Linked DNA regions of Pan troglodytes: region 2 is linked to region 1. The links are chromatin contacts, called in public HiChIP or PLAC-seq maps. All regions are on one chromosome and are shown on one strand. The core of a region is the stretch at or near the end of the contact, and the rest is flanking DNA. Distances in the headings are between cores, read along the strand shown. Region 1 holds the start of SMAD7 (SMAD family member 7). Region 2 holds the start of DYM (dymeclin).

Region 1 (5,605 bases), core at 798-3,297:
AGGCAGGTCTGCTCGCTGGGTAACCTTCCCGCGCCGGGAGGCAGGGTGGCGGGTGGCGGAGGTCTTCCGGGCCCGGGAGGAAACCTGCCCGCGGCGCGCAGGCGAGCCCCCACCCCCGCTCCCCTTCTCCCGCCGGGATGCTGCCCCTCGCAGCTCGTCAGCCGGCCAAATGCATTCCAGAGCTGTGCACAAGACACACTTCTCCAGGCAGTCCTAGAAACCGGAGCCCGGAGCTGAGAGGGCGGGAGGGAGCGCGCGGCCGCCGCTGAGGTCATATTCACGCCGCCTCCCCGCCCTCGGCGGCTGTTCCCCTCAGCGCACACTTCCCAGGGCCTCGGTCCAGTCCGGTATAAATGTCTTTTAAACCGAGACAGCGCTCTCCTCCCCTTGCCCTCGGGCGCGGCCAAGGGATCCACCGCCAGGGCCTTTAAAACAAAACCAATGAATGAAGCGCTAGGGCGAGCGCGCGCGAGATGGCCATCGCGAAACCCAGCCGGGTCGAAATCGGGCCACCGACCCGCTCGCTCAGCTCCAAAACTCGCGGCGAAGCCCGCTCGGTGCTCCCTGCTTTTCCAATTTCTCCATGGCTCCGGCCGGGGCTCAATCCATTCTGGGAGCTTCTCTGCCCCCCACCTATCTCTCTCCCCTCCATCGGTACCCCCTCTACAGACCCGGGAGGGGGTGGCGGTGGCGGGGGGTTGGGGGGAGAAATAGCTTTTAGAAACCCGATCTGTTGTTTGCGAAACACAATCGCTTTTTTTTTTTTTTTTAAAGCGACAGGGTGTCTAGACGGCCACGTGACGAGGCCGGAGCCGGGCGCGCCACTGCGCAGTGGAACCAGCCGAGCAGAGGGCCGGAGGGGGGGTGCGGGGGGGCGGGGAGGAGGCGGCGGCGGCTGCGGCGGCTGGGGGCGGGGGAGGGAAGGGGGAGGAAGGGGGAGGGAAGGGGGCGGGGGCGGGAGGCCTTGCGGGAGGCGGTGAGCCCCGGGCACACTCGCTTGCTGCTCGGCGCACGGAAGATCCTGTCCCCGAGCCGCGCCAGCCGAGCCAGCCGGGCGCCGTGCTCGGTCCGCTCGCCGCGCGGGAGAGAGCTGCCTGAGACAGAGCCAGTCCGCCGGCGCCGAGCCGCCGAGCGCCCGGCCCCTGAGCCCCTGAGTGCGGCGCGGCGAGCCCCTGGCGGCGGCAGAAGGACCGGAGCGCCAGGAGAGGGCGGACCGGGGACAAGGAGGCTCCCGGGCGCGACGAGGAGAGTCTCGGAGGAGGAGGCGCCGAGAGGACACCGGGGCCTCCTGCCGCCGCAGCTGGGTCGAGGCGAGCAGCCCATGCGGGGAGCCTCGGCGGCCAGCCGCGGCCAGGGGAAGGGACACCGGCGGCCCCTGCACTAGCAAGCAGCTTGTGCCCGGGGGGGCGAGAACGCGCGACCCGTCTGGGGCCCTCCGCCGCCGCCGCGCCACCCTCCCCCGCGCTGTCAGCCCCGCCGGGCTCAGCCGCCGCAGCAGCATCTTCTGCCCCTGCGCCCCCGCCAGCCTCGAGGAAGTCCCCGCCGAGGACCTGGGCCCCCAGGAGCGCAGGAGGAAAGACCAGAGACTCCCCTAAACCACCCAGATGCGCAGGATTGAAGCGGTCTAGCCAAAGCTTTCTGTGGATTAAAAAAATACACGATTTTTTTTTTTTTTTTGGCAGAAGAAAAGGAGAGGAAGACCAGCGGGGCTTTGCAAGGAAACGGGGGGATGTAACTCGTGGATACATTTTTCCACTCATCAAACATCTTGTTATACTTTGTAAACATTTTCTTTTTTTAAACCCCAGTTCCAGCCGGACGCCCCCAGACCTCTGAGGTTCGAGGAGGTGGTGGTTTTCATTTGGGGCTTTGCATATTTGGTTGTTAGGTTTTGCGAGAGCCTTCTTATTTTGCCAGACATCTCATGCGGGGTGAAGTCCACTCGGCCCCCTCCCCTGAGTCTTCGTGTGCACGGAATTCGAGGAGATCCGGTTACTAAGGATATAGAGGAAAAAAATAAATCGCGTGCTTGCTTTTTTTTTTTTAATTGCCTGCTTCTCCCCACCCCCAAATTAAGTTGCTTAGCAAGGGGGAAAGAGGCTTTTTCCTTCTTCCAACAGCCCAGCCGAACGCCTTTCGTTTTTTGCCCCCGCGGACCTTCCATGTAGGAAGCCGAGGCTGGCGAGCCCGACATTCGGGAGCCACTGCGGGGGGGCCTCTTTTTGGGGAGGCGCCGACGGGGGCAGGCTCGGCCGTCCCCAGGGAAGCGGCGGCCGGGTTCCTCCGGGGCGCGCCGGGGCCGGAGAGCCGCGCAGGGCGCGGGCCGCGCGGGGTGGGGCAGCCGGAGCGCAGGCCCCCGATCCCCGGCGGGCGCCCCCGGGCCCCCGCGCGCGCCCCGGTCTCCGGGAGACTGGCGCATGCCACGGAGCGCCCCTCGGGCCGCCGCCGCTCCTGCCCGGGCCCCTGCTGCTGCTGCTGTCGCCTGCGCCTGCTGCCCCAACTCGGCGCCCGACTTCTTCATGGTGTGCGGAGGTCATGTTCGCTCCTTAGCAGGCAAACGACTTTTCTCCTCGCCTCCTCGCCCCGCATGTTCAGGACCAAACGATCTGCGCTCGTCCGGCGTCTCTGGAGGAGCCGTGCGCCCGGCGGCGAGGACGAGGAGGAGGGCGCGGGGGGAGGTGGAGGAGGAGGCGAGCTGCGGGGAGAAGGGGCGACGGACAGCCGAGCGCATGGGGCCGGTAGCGGCGGCCCGGGCAGGGCTGGATGCTGCCTGGGCAAGGCGGTGCGAGGTGCCAAAGGTCACCACCATCCCCACCCGCCAGCCGCGGGCGCCGGCGCGGCCGGGGGCGCCGAGGCGGATCTGAAGGCGCTCACGCACTCGGTGCTCAAGAAACTGAAGGAGCGGCAGCTGGAGCTGCTGCTCCAGGCCGTGGAGTCCCGCGGCGGGACGCGCACCGCGTGCCTCCTGCTGCCCGGCCGCCTGGACTGCAGGCTGGGCCCGGGGGCGCCCGCCGGCGCGCAGCCTGCGCAGCCGCCCTCGTCCTACTCGCTCCCCCTCCTGCTGTGCAAAGTGTTCAGGTGGCCGGATCTCAGGCATTCCTCGGAAGTCAAGAGGCTGTGTTGCTGTGAATCTTACGGGAAGATCAACCCCGAGCTGGTGTGCTGCAACCCCCATCACCTTAGCCGACTCTGCGAACTAGGTGAGAAGTTGTCCCCCTACCCCCAACATTTTCCGGAGCGCCAGTGCTGGAAGAAAAGCCCCTAGGGCAGTGCGTTTGTGCAGCCATCCCTCCAGTGGGGAGTGTGCACACCCTCCTGGGAGAGTGTGCATACCCTCCTGGGAGAGTGTGCATACCCTCCTGGGAAGAGACTGGGGGCTGAAAGTAGAGAAGAGACAAGGGGAAACTCAAAGGGCATTCCCTGGGGGTTCCCTTCCAGGTTTTCTCCTGTGTTGCCCCGAAGGGGTCTACGGGCACTGCTCCTGCAGTCTGCGGTTAAAAATTAGACGCCTTCATTTCCGGATCAACAAGGGGGTGCAGAGGGAGGTGGGGGGGGTCACGCCTCCCCGCACCCGGAAAGACGTTGAGGTGTGTGGCCGAGTTGGATTTGGTCCAGGCCCGCCAAGGAAGGCTGGGAGAAGCGTGCTATAAAGGCTGGAAGGTCTCCGTATTTACTCCTTTAGTAAATACGGAGAATCACGTCGAACACCAGTGGCCCAGATACTGTCGTGGCCGCGCACCTTTGGAGTTTTGGGGCAAAGAGAGTTGGATGGAAGGCCGAACTGGGTATCTGTCTCCTTTCAACTCTGCCAGCCCCAGGGTGCAGAGGAACAAACAGGCAGGAGAAGTTGGGTGTCCCCTACTTTTTCCTTCCTTCCGCACAGATAAGTCTGTAGATTAGTGGGGCCCCGGCGCCTCAGTGACGTTGTCGCCTCTTACTGCGCTGGGGCCTGGGCTTCTCGGCTGAGACCCTGAAACTCCTTTCCTTTTATCCTCTCAGCTTTCTCCATTCCTTCCTTTACTCTACGTCTCTGTACACAGAGTGTGATGTGAGGGTTCACCCCGGGCGCCCGCAGATCCCCCACGTTCCCCAGCACGCTTGGGATGCATCTCCCCAGTGCGCTAGGAATGGGCAGCCCCGTGTCCCCCGCGCGAGTGCCGAGCGGACCGGCGGGGGCAGAGGTGAATTGCACGCCTGGGGGGCGGGCCGGGGCGGGGAGCCGAGGTTGCTGGGAGCTGGGTCTGGAGTCCGAGGACGGGGAGGGGGCATGGTCGCCCCCCGCCCTGTGAACTGTGAAGTGCGCGGCTCCGGCCGAGCCGGTGGTTTCCAGCCGGGCCAGCCGAGCGCGGCGGCTGCGGCCGCAGACGTGGAGGAGCGGAGCGCCGAGGCTGGCGCCAGGCGGCCTCTTTTGTTTATCTGACAGCTAAATATCAAGGCAATCACCGCCTCGCGGCCCTGCCTCCAACCCCCACAGCTAAGACAAACAGTTGGGCTAAAAGAATGCCTCTGTTATCATAAGTTTCTATCTCTCTTCTCATGGCTGGGCCTTTATTTTCTCTTGCTTTTTTAATTTCAGAGTCTCCCCCCCCTCCTTACTCCAGATACCCGATGGATTTTCTCAAACCAACTGGTGAGTAGATGATTTTTAAAATATCCTGCTTATCTTAAGTTAGAAATAGAGCCTCTAGAACCTGGCTTTTTGTGTGTAGGCAAAGGCTTGGGGAGGTGCTGGGCTTCACGTTGGTTCTAGGTTTCCTCTGTTGGAAGTTTGGTGAATTTTTCTGTTGTGGCTGGGGTTTTTGCTGTTTTTGCAAAGACGTTCCCTTGATATGCTTTACATTTTGTTCCTTTTTCATGTATTTGTGCTGTGTAGCCGGTGGGCTCAGCTTTAACACATGGAAGCTTTAGTCCAGAGAGAAGTGTCTTGGAAACCAAATAGGACTGGTTGATGGGGATAACTCGGAGACTTAGTGAGTGCCAGGAGCATCAGTGAGAATAATGGAAAGGGTGATTCGATAGATGGGAAGAAGGTTTAAAAAGGTGCAAAGAAGACTTTGGTCTGGGGTAGACACTAGAACTTTTCAGAAGTATAGGCAACAGCCAGTAAAAGGGGGGTAGGTTCCTCCTGCTCCAGTCACCTGCAAGTCAGTCCTCTCCCGGGGTTTTCTCAGTATTCGCCATAGGGGCTATCAAAGTTTGGAGCATAGCTCTGCCTGTCTGCTGCTTTGTCACTGGCTGGCATGAAGCCACGGCAGAAGCCCATTTGAGACTGGCACCAGCCCTGTTGTGGTTGTCTGCATTCAACTTCTGGCCGGCAGCAGCACAGGGGTCCATCCTCTGGACATCACAGTGCTGGGGACAGGGTCAGCAAAATGAACTTGGGGGTGACAACAAGGACAAACCCAAATTCCTGGAGCTCCCTCTTACAGTAGGAGATAGATCTGTTTGCTAAAAGTACAGGTTGTATGTAACCTTGGTTTTTGTGCCTGTATACTGGTGCCTGAAAAAACATTAATACTTGGGACATTTTTATTTTGCCAAGGTTCTGGGAGAAGGAAAAGTGAAGGGTTGGGCACTATTTAGCTCCTGGAATTCTGCAAGTCCT
Region 2 (5,605 bases), core at 789-3,288, 500 kb before region 1:
AGACTGTGTGCCAGGCAATATTAAAAAATATTTTGAGTTAGGTTTTCATGCCTGAGTCTCTTTTTTTATTTTTTATTTTTTTGAGACAGAGTCTGGCTCTGTCACCCAGGCTGGAGTGCAGGGGTATGATCTCGACTCGTGGCAACCTCCACCGTCTGGGTTCAAGTGATTCTCTTGCATCAGCCTCCTGAGTAGTTGGGGCTACAGGCGCATGCCACCACACCAGGCTAATTTTTGTATTTTTCGTAGAGACGGGGTTTCGCCATGATGGGCAGGCTGGTCTCAAACTGCTGACCTCAGGTGATCTGCCTGCTTCGGCCTCCCAAAGTGTTGGGATCACAGGCATGAGTCACCACGCCCAGCCCTGAGTCTCTTTTTGCTGTAATTTTAAAATAAAATTGTACATGTACTTCATATTCCTTGCAGAAAAATTAGAAAACATAGGGAAAAACTAATTTTAACCACACAGGATCTCATTACCCAAAGTTGCAATATTGTTAATATTATTTGTCTTTTTTCCAACAGCACATATACATAGGTATTATAAATATTATAGTAAACATTATATTACATGTTATATTAATATATCATTTAATATACTAATATAAATATTATATTAAGTGGCAAAACCACAATTAGTTTTGCACCAACCTAATATAATTCACTTATGAAAATTTGATACTATATATGTTTCCACTCAGTGTATCATGAAAATGTTTTCAAATAAATATGCATCCGTAGCATTCTTTACAATGACTGCATAGTAGTGTCTATGGCTTTTTAGTTAGGTAGTTTGGGTTTTTTTTTTTTTTTTTTTTGAGACAGTGTCTCGTTCTGTTGCCCAGGGTAGAGTGCAATGGTGAGATTATGGCTCACTGAAGCCTCAATCTCCCGGGCTCAAGCGATTTTCCCACGTCAGCCTCCCGAGTAGCCGGGACCGAGGGTGTGCCAACCACTCCCAGCTAATTTTTGTATTTTTTGTTGAGACAGTGTATCGCTATGTTGCTCAGGCTGGTCCTTCCGAACTCCTGGGCTCAAGTGATCCTCCCACCTTAGCCTCCCAAAGTATTGGGATTACAGGCCTGAGCCACAGGGCCCAGTCTACTTTGGGTTTTAATATGTTTTCCTGTCATAATTCTGCAAGCTCAGTGAATGTACTGGCAGTCTATGCTAGAAAAGAATATCTAATATTTGTATAGTACTTTACAGAGTACACTGGCACATATTGACTATATAATGGGAATAACGGTGCTATCTGTTCCATAGGGTCATTTTGCGAAATAATAGTGCATGGCAAATAGAAAATAATCCATAATGTGAATTGTTATTACTACAGTCATGTCAACATTTCCTGTAATGGCAGAATCATCATCATGTATATATTTTAGGTGAGGAAACTGGCTGAGAGAGGTAAAGTAATTGCTCAAAGACGTCAGTGTGGAAACCTCAGCTCATTTGACTTCAAATTCCATAGTTTTGGCACTATCTCATATTGCTACTCTTTCCCGTGGGACCTGTCCTTTCCGACAACTTTGCAGGCAGGGCTAGCCCTGCCAGCTGCCTCCATCAAAAATTATTTTGCTATTTCTCAATTCTCCAGAATCCCACACAATATTGCTTGACTTTGGGATGGTTATTCAGCTGCAATTAACAGAGGCCTTAATAAGGTTAAGCCGCCAGAACGAGCGGTGTAGCAATGAGCGAGGACTCTAGCACCTGGCAGGTGAGGTTGACTCTAGCACCCGGCAGGTGAGGTTTTTGCGCTTCTCTCTCTCTCTTTTTTTTTTTTTTTTTGAGAAGAGTCGAGCTCTGTCGCAAGGCTGGAGTGCAGTGGCCCGATCTCGACTCACTGCAATCTCCGCCTCTCGGGTTCAAACGATTCTCCTGCCTCAGACGCTACTTTTTGACTCACTGCAATCTCCGCCTCTCGGGTTCAAACGATTATCCTGTCTCAGACAGCTACTTTTTGTATTTTTAGTGGAGACGGGGTTTCACCATGCTGGCCAGGATGGTCTCGATCTCCTGACCTCGTGATCCGTCCACCTCGGCCTCCTAAAGTGCTGGGATTACAGGCGTGAGCCACCGCGCACGGCCGTTTTTGCGCTTCTCGATTTCGCCACGTGGCTTTGCGGTAGCCCAGGAGGTACTAGGAGGGCGGAGGCACGAATAACACCCAAAGGACTACAGTTTCCAGAAGCCCGCGCGCGCCGCGTGTCACGTGACCGCCTGGCTGGCGCGCGCGCCTGGGGGTCTGGTCCCTAGCCGCGTTCTCGGTCGCTTCCCTCTTCTCTCGCCGCCTCCTGGCCTCCGCACCGACGCGGCCCGGGCTGGAGCCGAGCCGGGGCCGAGCTGCAGGCCGAACCGGAGCCGGATCTGTACCCGCTGAGACGTGGAAACATGGAGGCCTGAGCCGGTGTGCGCCACCTGGGGCTGCGGCGGCGACAGCGACTTCTCCTGACCCCTCTGCCACCCGCCCATCCGTCCGCGGGTCCGTGGAGCTGGAGCAGATCCCCCAGCCGGCTGAGACAGGTGGGCTGTAGCGCCGCCCCCCTCAGCGCGGCCCGGCCCGAAAGCCTGGCTGTCCCCGGCCTCCTGTCAGAGGGGGTCAGGGGCCACCCTCCGCAACCCGGCCAGCGCCCCGGGGCGGCGGCGAAGGGACCCTCCCTTCCCTGCCCGCGGGCGCCTGGGCCACCCGGAGGGGCTGTGCTGACAGCCGACGGACCTCTGTCGGAGTCCGCTGTTGGGAGTTGGGGGATACCGAAGGCCAAGTCGGTGCTTCCGGAGATGGGGCGGTGTTGGTCTGACAAATGGGCGTGTGATGGGCAGGGTGAGCAATAGCTGTTGGGTTTTTCTTCTTTTTACATTCATAGTTTATCGAGGTATAATTAACATATCAGAAAATTAACCCTTTAAAAGTACAACTCAGTGGTTTTTAGTATATTCACAGGGTTGAGCAGCCATCACCACCGTTAACTCCAGAGCATTTTTTAATCACCCCCCCGCCCCAAAGAAGCTCGTACCCATTAGCAGTCACTCCTCCTTCTCTCCCCTACACTACTGATCTACTTTCAGTCGCCGTGGATTTGCCTGAGCAATTGTGTTTTGACTGAAAAGTGAAAGGGTGGGTGTTTGTGAACTGGGGGCAGTAGTGGGGTTTGAGGGTATTGGTGTGGTAAAGCTGATTGGATAAAGCTGTTCTCTACTGAACAGGGGTAGAGAAGTGATGGGATGATTGTAATCGGCCAGCAAAGCGGGTACCCAGGATAGACTGATTGGGGGCACAGATGGAGTGAGATCCTTGAAAGAGGAGAGGGGAAGTTGGAGAGAGGGGTGTGTAGAGCAAGGGTGATGTGCTGAAGGATGAAAACCTGGAGGGTGGAGGCCGTGGAGAGGAATGTAGCGTCCACCAGAGGAACTCAGGTGCTTAGGCTGATGAGTTGAGGGCTCAAGAGAAGAACGAGGTGGAAGGGAAGAGAATCTATAGGAATGGGTGAATGGTTGTTGCAGAGGATGAAATTTATGAATATATGGATTTCTGGAGTGATTATCCTGCTTTGAAGTTTTATTTTAGATAATCCTCTCAGCAACTTGGAGATAGACCGGACAAGTATGAATATTCCCATTCTGTAAATGAAGAACTAGTCTTTTAGAGGTTAGGTGTCTGCCTTAAGCTCATAAACTGAGTACACAGGGCAAAATGAGTTGGAATAATTGATGAAACTATCAGTCGCAAGTGGATTAAATGGCAGAGAACTGAGTTGGGGCAATGTTAATAGGAAGGAGATTCAGCTATTAAGAAGTCTGTGTTGCTACGACATATAGGTCAAGGAGTTTTTATGTTTTTGCACCTTTTAACCATAGAAAGGTTCACATAGTGAAATAATAAAGGGTACTCCCATGTACCCATTACCCAGCTTCAGCAGTTAACTCATGCCAATTTAATTTCATCTATGTCCCTATGCATTCCTATCCCCACTCACAATTATTTTAAAGCAAATCATAGACATTCAATTTCATCTTTAAATATTTCAATATATATCTGTAGAAGATTGAATTGCTTTTTTTTGTTGGTGGTGGTGGGAGGCAGAGTCTCGCTCTGTCGTTCAGGCTGGAGTACAGTGGCGTGATCCCGGCTCACGGCAACGTCTGCCTCCTGGGTTCAAGCAATTCTCCTGCCTCAGCCTCCTGAGTAGCTGGGATTACAGGCACGTGCTACCATGCCTGGCTAATTTTTTGTATTTTTAGTAGAGACGGGGGTCTCATCATGTTGCCCAGGCTGGTCACGAACTCCTGAGTTCAGGCATTTCACCCACCTCAGCCTCCGAAAGTGCTGGGATTACAGGGGTGAGCCACTGCACCTGGCCTGCTCTTTTTAATAGGCCCAGAATACCATTATCACACATAAAAATTAATAGTTTTTAATATCTAGAAAGATTTACTGTACTTTAAAAAAGTGTGGTAATCCATTTGATACAAAGAGGATAAACAGTGCAAACGCTTTTATGTTTGACTCTGAAAAATGTGGCATAATTATCTCCTGATTTTTCCATTAGATCCTGCCATCCTGATTGTTCCTTTTTTTTTTTTTATTAATATGGCTCATTTTTCTACAGAAAGTTTGAAGAATTGTCACTTTGGTAGGCTTTTTAATGAATGGAGGGCAGGAGAGAAATAGAAGTGAAATATGTTACAACATGTACAAATGGCTCTTTCTTATATTGCTCCAAATATTTGGGCAATTTGGTTATGCTTTTCTAGATAATTTCACATATTATTAGAAGTTGTTTAATGTTATGTATCAGTTTTCTATGATTGCTGTAACATGTTACCACAAATTTAGTGGCTTAAAACAATGCATTTATTATTTTATAGTTCTGTAGGTTAGAAGTCAAAGTGGGTCTCACTGGCTGTCAACAAGGCTGTGTTCTTCTCTGGAGGTTTCTAGGGGGCATCTATGCCTCTTCCAGCTTCTAGAGGCTGCCACTTTCCTTGGCTTGTGGCGTACCTCCTCTATCTTCAAAGCCACCAGTGTTGCATCTCTCTGATCATACTTCCATCCTCAAGTCTCTGACCACAAGTGGGAAAGGTTCTCTGCTTTTAAGGACCCATGTAATTAAATCAGGCCCACTTGGCTAATTCAGGATAAATCCCCCCTCGAGATTCTTAATTTAATCACGCCTGCAAAGTCTCTTTTCCCAGCAACATAATCAGAGCTTCCATGGATTAGTATGTGGACATCTTTGGAGGCTATTATTCTACCTACCACAGTGTGTTTTGGAATATTTTGCCGAGACTTAAGAAAGTAGGTGATTTCTTTTGCTGCTGTACATGCAACGAGAGGGCCGTCTTTTACTTAGGATTGTAGATAATGGGAATGGTTAGATCTAGAGAAGACTGTTCATTTTTCCTTTTAGTGAAATATGGGAAATACCTGTGACACTTGTAGTATAGGCTTTGGTAAAATGAGACCTTTAAAAATGATTTAAGTATAAAAGCAATACAGCTCCATGTAAATTTTTTATATTTCGTTTTGGTCTCTTTTTCATATTCATGTCTTAAAACATAGTATATATGTGTAATCAGAGGGCTAACCTGATACTTGACA

Evidence for each region. HiChIP or PLAC-seq counts read pairs in DNA pulled down with a chosen protein or histone mark.
Region 2: an H3K4me3 HiChIP or PLAC-seq map of stem cell-derived excitatory neurons shows a contact between it and region 1, with 2.5 times the contacts expected there. The contact joins the promoter of DYM here to the promoter of SMAD7 in region 1. A contact is called at or near these places in 1 of 1 datasets of contacts at active chromatin or transcription factors (stem cell-derived excitatory neurons) and 1 of 1 other capture datasets (stem cell-derived neural stem cells).

What each region holds. Positions count from the first base shown.
Region 1 is chr17:59,026,162-59,031,766 of NHGRI_mPanTro3-v2.0_pri, reverse strand. It overlaps SMAD7 (SMAD family member 7), which reads left to right and starts at 2,047. Exons shown (of 4, transcript XM_016933668.4): 1 at 2,047-3,200; 2 at 4,577-4,630. The coding sequence starts at 2,588.
Region 2 is chr17:59,529,963-59,535,567 of NHGRI_mPanTro3-v2.0_pri, reverse strand. It overlaps DYM (dymeclin), which reads left to right and starts at 2,038. Exons shown (of 17, transcript XM_001151222.8): 1 at 2,038-2,529.